2 separate regions of the Mus musculus genome follow, and region 1 is linked to region 2. A link is a contact called in public HiChIP or PLAC-seq data. All regions are on one chromosome and are shown on one strand. The core of a region is the stretch at or near the end of the contact, and the rest is flanking DNA. Distances in the headings are between cores, read along the strand shown.

Evidence for each region. HiChIP or PLAC-seq counts read pairs in DNA pulled down with a chosen protein or histone mark.
Region 1: a contact with region 2 is called in an HNF4G HiChIP or PLAC-seq map of pancreatic cancer cells. The contact joins the enhancer-like site here to the promoter of Ciart in region 2. A contact is called at or near these places in 3 of 39 promoter capture datasets (cranial neural crest, neural stem cells and pre-B cells), 1 of 15 datasets of contacts at CTCF or cohesin (CD8 T cells), 8 of 115 datasets of contacts at active chromatin or transcription factors (the HPC-7 cell line, acute myeloid leukemia, bone marrow-derived macrophages and 3 more) and 2 of 9 other capture datasets (adipose tissue and pancreatic islet).

The regions. Positions count from the first base shown.
Region 1 is chr3:96,075,783-96,079,956 of GRCm38.p6, reverse strand. No RefSeq gene overlaps it. Among named protein-coding and RNA genes, the nearest start is that of Vps45, 19 kb to the right of the region's middle. Within about 2 kb of position 1,311, at least 16 of the 459 cell types and tissues checked have an H3K27ac peak or open chromatin away from gene starts, as enhancers often do. A contact at or near this core is called in pancreatic cancer cells, where this site is marked.
Region 2 is chr3:95,879,101-95,883,702 of GRCm38.p6, reverse strand. It overlaps Ciart (circadian associated repressor of transcription), which reads left to right and starts at 1,475. Exons shown (of 6, transcript NM_001033302.2): 1 at 1,475-1,548; 2 at 2,114-2,522; 3 at 2,645-2,720; 4 at 2,990-3,068; 5 at 3,183-3,294; 6 at 4,554-4,602. The coding sequence starts at 2,178. All of the region lies in intron 1 of C920021L13Rik (RIKEN cDNA C920021L13 gene), which reads right to left.

The sequences.
Region 1 (4,174 bases), core at 62-2,561, 200 kb before region 2:
CCTGAGCTGCAGTCCCAGAGAAACAGATCTTTTTCTTAGAGGTTTTCTATAATGTATCCATAAAGTCATTTAGACCTGGAACAATTCTCCTTGCTTTAATAAATAATACTAGTTATTATTGTTATAGTAGCAGCAGCAGCAGCAAACATTTAGCTGTGCTCCATGGCACATTCCTATAGTCATAGAACTTGGAAGGTAAAGGGAGGAGGACCAGAGACTCAAGGCCATCCACAGCTAAATAGTGAGCTGTATGAGACCTTTGCTTTTAAAAGGTTTAAAATAGGGGCTGGAGAGGGAGATTAGCTGTTATTTACTATTCTTTCAAAGGATTCGAGTTTAGTTCCCAGCACCCACGCCTGGAGGCTCAAAATTGCCTGTAACTCCAGCTCCAATGAAATTAACACCCTCTCCTGGACTCTGTACCCACCTGTTCACACACCACACTCACTCACACACACCCACAAAATTACACACACTCATATACACACACAAAATCACACACACACTCACACACACACACACCCTGGGTTTGAGTAGTGGGATTTTTGTTTGTTTGTTTGTTTTGTTTTGTTATTGTTTGATATTTTTGTTTTTGAGACTGAGTCAGGTTTGTATCCAAAGTTGGCCTCAAACTCAGCATCTCCCTGACTCAGACCTGCCCCTGCCCCTGCCCCCAGCACTGAAATCAGAAGGCTTGCACCACCCTTTCTTTTTCAGAGATGTTGGTGGGGTGCTTGCTTGCTGGCTTGCTTGGGTTTTTTCTTTGTGTGGTTGGTTTGGCTTTGGTTTTGCCCTGTTTGTTAGAGTGCATGTCTGTTTTATTGACTTTTTCCCACCTTTCAAGTTGGCAACATTTCTACTGTTGCACCGCCTTTGCTTCACTTTCGTTTAGTTATCTATTTTTATTACACTCACTTATTCTGTGCTGAAGGGGTATATCCACGCTGCAGCAAGCTTGTAGAGGTCAGAGGGCAACTTTTAGAAGTTGGTTTTCTCCTTCCACCAGGAGGATTCCAGGGATCAGAGTCAGGAGGTCAGACTTGGCAGAGAGCCCCTTTCCCTGCAGAGTCATCCAGCTGGACTTGTTTTGTTATTTGCTTGTTTTTTTTAACTTTTTATTGAGTCTTTGAATTTCACATGATGCCTCCCATACTCATCTCCCCTTCCTTCCATACCTGTCTTCTGTCCCTGCAACTTCTCCCCAAAAGAAAAAAAAAAAATCTCAATGTAGAAGCTGCAGTGGGTCACAGTGTGTCCCTCAGTATACCCTTTTGCCCACACAGTTTTCCTTGCAAATATTCATTGCAATGAGTCATCATTGGTCTGGTTCAAGGCCTCTGGTTTCTACAACACTATCAATACTGGATCCTCACCAGGACTCCTCTAGGATATCCTGTTGTTGCCCTGTGTCATGGAGATCCAGCAGCTTTGGGTCTGCAGGACCAGCTCCATCACTTACTCTAGCAGATGGGGCAAGCCAGCTTGTAGCCTTGGGTCTGGATCTGGGTGGTAGACCAGCTGGTCAGCCACGAGTTCTCCTGCACCCACACCACCAGGTGAAGTGCAGGCTACTCTCCAGCACACTAGCCACTGCAGGGCTCGCCTGTGCCCCACCACCATCAGGACCAGCTCTGCTGCCCAGGCAAGGTGCAGTGTCTGCTCTCCCGAGTCCTGCAGTGGGCAAGGGGTGGGGCCGGCTTTTTGCAGCCCTCAGACATCAACCTGGCCCTAGACGAGAGCCCAGACCAGGTATATCCCCATGGCATTTGGTGGCAATATGGGACACTGATACCAACACAGACCCCTGCTGTTGCAAGACCACAGACGGAGACCTGGCTCTCAACAGCAGTATAGGCTGGGACATCACCATGTCCACTTACTGTTCCTCACCACCCTCCTGTCTCCTGTTCCACCCCTCTTCACAGTGCACAAACCATTCTGCTTCTCTTCCTCGCCCATCTCTCTACCACATACTTGCTCATGATAGTGGTGCCCACCCCTCGCTGTGTGGCAGGTGGACCTCTGGGTATCTTCCCCTTGTTTTGTTTTAAATACCACTTTCTATATGCTAAACGGTTCTGCTTTGGTATGTCTTCAGTGCTGTCTTTAACTGTAATCTTCATTTACCCTTTAATAGGAGAACTCCATTTTCTCTTGTAGCTACTGGTTAGTGCTATGTTTCCCCACCCACTACCCTCACACTCATTTTTTTTTTTTAAAGATTCATTTATTTATTATATGCAAGTACACTGTAGCTGTCTTCAGACACCCCAGAAGAGGGCATCAGACCTCATCACAGATGGCTGTGAGCCACCATGTGGTTGCTGGGATCCGAACTCCGGACCTTCGGAAGAGCAGTCGGGCGCTCCCACCCACTGAGCCATCCCACCAGCCCCCCTCACACTCATTTTAAGACACTCTTTAAGCCCGCCTGCATCCCCTGGGCTGAGAATCAGCAGGCCTTCCCCTGTTGCTGATCTCTGGATAGGTCTCTGCCTTGTAAAGGTCATTTTACACATTTGCCCTTCCTGTTCAGTTGATACCTTAAAAGATGTTCTGAGGCCTCTTATCCTGGCATTTGAAACAATAGTTCTCCAAGGAAGAGCCTTCAGCCTTTGCATCTGCACCACCAGTGGCATTAGTTAAAAACAGTTTCCTGGGCGCCATCTAAAAATCTATTATGCTAGAACGTCTAGGTGCAAGGGTCAGAGATACCTATTTTAAACAAGCACCCCCAAGATAAGTCACTTATAGTACTGTGACATACAACTGTGCTTTAAATGGCACTCGGGTAAGCTTCGGTTAGGTTCAGAGCAAGTCAACTCCTCTGAAAGGGCTTAGGACTCCTGACAGATGTGGTATGGATGTTGTCTGGCTTGAGCTTGCCCAGGACTTGTGCATGTTGCCATTGATTCCTTATTAGTCATGGAGCAGCTCTGGCTCTTACATCCTTTTGCCTCCTCTCTCCCACAATGATCCCTGAGCCTTAAGAGGAAGGGGTGTGTTATAGATGTCCCATTAAGAAATAAACATTCAGGGATGGAGAGAGGGCTCAGCAGTTAAGAGCACTGACTGCTTTTCCAGAGTTCCTGAGTTCAGTTCCCAGCAACCACATGTTGGCTCATAACCATCTGAATGGGATCTGAAGCCCTCTTCTGATGTGTCTGAAGACAGCTACAGCGTACTCATATAAAATAAATAAATAAATAAATAAATAAATAAATAAATAAAGAAGGAGGAGAAAGAGGAGGAGGAGGAGGAGGAGAAGAAGAAGAAGAAGAAGAAGAAGAAGAAGAAGAAGAAGAAGAAGAAGAAGAAGAAGAACGCATTCAGTTGTCTCTTATGACCATGCATCCAAGAGTATAGGGGCAGCCCTAACTGGACCTAATGGTTTTCATGAATGAATGAATGAATGAGAGAGGAGGAGGAGGAAGAAGAGGAAGAGGAGGAACAACAGAGAAAGAATACAAATTGGGTAGGAAGGGAAGAGGTGGCCCAGGAGGAGCTGGGGGAGGCATAATTATTACCAAAATACATTCTACAAAATCCTCAAAATATTAATTTTTTTAATTTTAAAGAAAAAAATCTGTATTGAGGGTAGAGGTGTAGCTCCATGATGAAACTTGTATTTTTTAAGGATAACTTTTGCTTTATTTATGTATATGAATGTTTTGCTTGCCTTTAATATACATGCACTACATGTAAGCCTGGTTCCTGTGGAGGCCAGAAAAGCATGTCCCATTCCCTTGGAACTGGTTATGGATTGTGGTAAGCCACTGTGTGGATGCTGGGAATCAAACCTAGCTTCTCAGTAGGAACGGCCAGTGCTCCTGACTTCTGACTCCTGACTGCTCTCTCCAGTCCAGAACCTGTGCTTTTGATACTTGAGTTCCTGGGTTCAATCCCTAGTGAGCGTGTGCATATACAGAAGAACAGGATTGGGCAGAACACAAAAGAATACTCTTGTGAAACATTCGTTCGATTTATTCCAGAAAGTTCTTAAAGGGTGTGGTCAAAAGGTTAAAAACTAGAGATTAACTTTGGTTCCAAAGGAAATAAATTTCCAGCAACTTGCAGTCTTCCGAATCAGAACAAGTTTCCTGTCAGTTACTGAATTCAGCACAATCATGACATAGTCCAGCAGATGTGTGGAGAAGGGATGCAAACTGAGGCT
Region 2 (4,602 bases), core at 226-2,725:
CCCTATACATAGTTTAGAGTAGAACAGAGACTATCACAGATAACAGGTTCATTCTGAGACTGTAATTCTAACTCTATTTTTGTTTCTTTTCTTTTCCTGAGGGTCCCATGTGGCTCGGGTTGGTCTTGAACTGATCTCCTTGCATCCATCCCTCAGGATTACAGAAGGCATGAGCCACCACATCTAGATTACTTATATTTTATTTGATATTGTCTTGAAATTGTGTTTGGGGAAACAGTGCTGAGGTTTAATTTAGAAATCCTTTTCCTTTTTCTAAAATAACCACATTGCTAAATATAAGTAAAAAAGCATTAGAACATATTTAAAATAACCACACGTTCTCCAAACCATGACTTAGATCCCTGTCCAACTTTTCTTTTAGTAAGACTGGGGGGGTGGGGGGGTGGTAGTGTCTGTTCTCTCGACCCTAATCAGAACTAGAGTGCCCCCTTGCGACTCCTCTGCTTCAGTCGACAGGGTCCTCCTCGCCATCGTTTCCTTTTACAGTGACTTGGTGCAAGGGATGCTAAGGTCTGTTGGTGACTCTCTAAACTCTTGACTCGCTTTTTTCCTTCCTCAACGTTTCCCCAGTTTTCTCCCAGGAACAAATAAACTGAAGCCAGATAAAGCCATAAGCTTGAGGAGCAAAGATCTACTCTGCTCTGTTCCCAGTACTGAGAATCAGAGAATTCTGAGTGAAGGGTCCGAAGGGCCCGGGGCAGAAAAGTCAGGGACAAGTTCGGCTATGACCTCTAGAATCTTGGCGGGCTGGCATCCGAGCTGGGAACGTGCGTGGCAAGTTATGTAAGAACCGGCTGGAGAAGCTGCGCGGCGGGAGCCCCGGAGAGGACGCGGTGTTCCAGCCGCAGTCCCCACCCTCCTCGCCCAGCAGGGCAGGAGGCACCCAACTTGGTGGCGAGGAGGGGAGGATGAAAGAGTGGGGAGTCACGAGGGCGAGCCGCCGACAAGGGAACGGATGCCCGGCGTCACACGTCCGTTGTCACACACGTTGCGGACACGAGTTGCTGAGGGCTCCCACGTGCTGCGCCCGTGCGCGGAGGCGCTCAGAGGGGCCCACGTCCCGAGGCGCCACCTCCGTGGCTCGGCCCCGCTCTGTACACTCCAGCCGTGCGTCTCCCGCGCAGTGCTGTCCTATTTAAGGCTATGAGCTCCACCCTTTTCCGCCCCTTCCTTAATTTTCACTTTTTTCCATCCTCCTTTTTTATCACCCGAGGAGCCGCATGTACGGGCGGAGCATGGACTGCTTCCCTTCCAGCCAATCACCACTTGGCTGCCTCTCTATTGGCCGAGCCCCCGCGTGCCGTAGCAAATGGGCTGTGAGCGTCTGCATCTAGAGTCACGTGTTGCCGGTAAGCTATCCAATGAGAGCACAAGGTCTGTGTACGCAGGGGGAGGCACGTGCAGAACCGCACGTGTCTGGGAGGGGGAAGGGGCGGGACCCACAGAGTGAGGCGGAGGTGGGTCGGCTAGACCAGCACAGACAGTGAAGAAGCTGCATACCGACCGGGGCTGAACCGACAGACCCAGGTAAGCGGACGAGAGCCAAGCGCTCTCCGGAAGACGACCCGGATGGGGTGGGCATGGAAGACCGCAGATCGGGGTGTTGGGAGGTATTGCATCACCTGGCAGGCGCGACCGTAGACTGACCAGCGCAGTGCACCTGATGGTGAAGGATGCGAAAGCGGTGGAGCCGGGTGTCTATGGGGCCGGAACTCTAGGGACCTGAGGTGGGTTCTGGTGCGCAGAGCAGCCTCTAGCGGGTGTCGTTTTTAGGTCGATAGGCTCCCTATGAGGTCTGGCCGGGAACAGCCCAGAACTGCAGGCTGAGGGGAAGGTGTAAAGTCGGTTATTCACCCAAGGGAAGAAAGGCTGTGTAGGGTCAAGAGCTCTGTGTGGGCTGGCGGTCTAGATTTTGAATGCGGCTGGAAGAGCAAGTTTTTTTTTTTTTTCCTTTCTTTCTTGTTTCTATTGAGAACGGAAAAACAATAAAACAAAGCGAAAACCATGTTACTCTGTTTAGAATGCCCCAGTCTCCCAGTCCCTTTCCTAATTCTTTGACTCTGATTTCAGACTCCCTCGCTTTGCTTTTCAGTTGCAGGTTCTGATCTTTGGTACTACGGGAGCTGCTCTTCAGCCCCTCTCCTGCTCCTGGACCTATGGATTCTCCATCTAGTGTTTCTTCTTATTCCTCCTCCTCCCTCTCCCCATCATTTTCCACGTCCTCTGTGAACAGTGACTTTAGCTTCCCTTCTGATAACGAGAGGGAGGGCAAGGGCACCCATGAGCTCAGGCCAGACACTGTGGGTCAGAGAGGAGGTTCCAGGCCCAGTCCAGGCCCTATCCGCTGCAGACATCGACCCAGGGTTTCTAGTAACCAACATACAGCACCTCATCTGGAACAGCAAGGATCTGAAGTCAAGAGATCAAGAGACGGTGAACAGGAGACGAGTCTGAACACCCAAGGATGTACTACAGAGGGAGATCTGCTCTTTGCTCAAAAGGTAACAGAAAGCAGAAAAGATAGTGCAGTGGCAAACACCTAATTGGTTGACAAGGACCTGCCAGTTACATCACAGCAGAAAAACCACTGCTGGTCTCAAAGTCTTGTGCTGTTTTTCTACAGTGTAAAGAACTCCAAGGGTTCATACGGCCCCTCACAGACCTACTGAACGGACTCAAGATGGGTCGCTTTGACAGAGGTAATAATCTGATTAATTAATTATATTTCTGGGGGTAGCCCCCCTTCTCTGAGTGAAATCTTACATTTCTCTTTGGGGCATGGGCTATTCTGTTTGCATCTGTAACTTAATTTCTTCATGTGAATTCATTTGAACCCCATCTGTCTCTGTATTTCCTTTACATTTACCTCAGTCCCCACCTCTGCTGTTTCCCTCAATGCTGGGAGTGAACCTACAGCTGAGCTGTGTACATCCCACGCCCTCTAATCACCCTCCCTCTTTCACCCTAGGATTAAGTAGCTTCCAACAGAGTGTGGCCATGGACCGGATCCAGCGCATAGTGGGTGTTTTACAGAAGCCTCAGATGGGGTGAGTCTCCCTCTTTCCTTCATTCCCTCCTCAGTATCTTATTGAGGGAGGCCTGTACAGTTCTCCCTGTTTCTTTTTTCATAGTTGACTTTTAAAATATCCTTTTTTTCACAGAGAACGTTATCTAGGAACCTTGCTGCAGGTGGAAGGGATGTTAAAGACTTGGTTTCCTCACATAGCTGCCCAGAAGTCATCCTCAGGAGGTAGCCGGCACCAGATAAGCAAGGTATGCCCCTAAAGACCAAGGGAGAGACTGGGAGAAGACCCAGGCCCCGACTGTCTGGAGAACGTCTCCCTTCCAGGTGCCTTCCCTTTTCCCTCCCAGGGAAGGGCTGTCTGTCTGACTTGGCACATTACTGTGAGTTTTAGATTTCGTCTCGATGTTGGCTCTATTCTGTTGAGATCTCACGAAATTTACCCCTGCCCTCCTGTCAAAGCTGTCTGCTTCCTGAAGGCTTTTTTTTTTCTGTTTTTTTCGAGACAGGGTTTCTCTGTGTAGCCCTGGCTGTCCTGGAACTCACTCTGTAGACCAGGCTGGCCTCTAACTCAGAAGTCCGCCTGCCTCTGCCTCCCGAGTGCTGGGATCAAAGGCATGCACCACCATACCTGGCTTACAGAAGGCTTTTAATCTGGCCAAATGACTCACAAGAAGATGCCTCCATTTTTCTCTTCTTGACCTCCCCCCAAAACCCTCCCCCTCTCCATCTTTTGACTTCTATCAACATAACTTTAAACCTTACATAGTGAGTTTCTCTTTCTTTCTCCCTCTCTTTCTTTCTTCCTTTCCTTTCCTTTCCTTTCCTTTCCTTTCCTTTTCTTTTCTTTCCTTTCCTGTTTGTTTGAAAACAGGGTTTCTCTGTGTAGTGGCTGACCTGCAACTTGTTCTGCAGACCTGGCTAGCCTTAAACTCAGAGATGCATGTGCCTCAGCTTCCCGAGTGTTCAGATGAAAGGTGTGCATCATCATGCCCAGCTAAATCCACTAAAGCTTCTAGTGATATGAAAATGACTGACTGAAAGATTAACAGGATCATGCCTCATAAAGAACTAAACACGGGAAATGAGACCTTTCACACAGAAATTAAAGAAAAGAAAATTAAATTAAAGTCATTTCAATTTCTCTGGCTGGTGGTGTGGTTTATGAGACTGCTTTTCTGCCACTTAGTAGGTCCTGGGTTTGATTTAAAGAAGTCGAACAGGAATCACTGTATAAATAATGAGAGCCATGGGGCTCTTTTTATCTTGTCTGTTTCTAGTAGCCTCATACTGTCTGTTACAGAGTAGCCTCCAACTTTGTGTTAGGTAGATGGGAGCATTACTTGATTGCTGAAATTTTTACTTCATCATCACCTGGCAGAACACACCTGTTGCACAAACGTTTGTTTGCACTGTACAATGAGTCCTCAAGGGAAGCAAAGGTCTGTGCTTAAGTGAAACTCATGTGTAAGCTTTGTTAACTCCTGGTTTTGCATTTCCCATTCTCTAGCACTTTCCCAGCCACCACGGTGACCCCGGGGCTGCTTCTCCTGCACCTC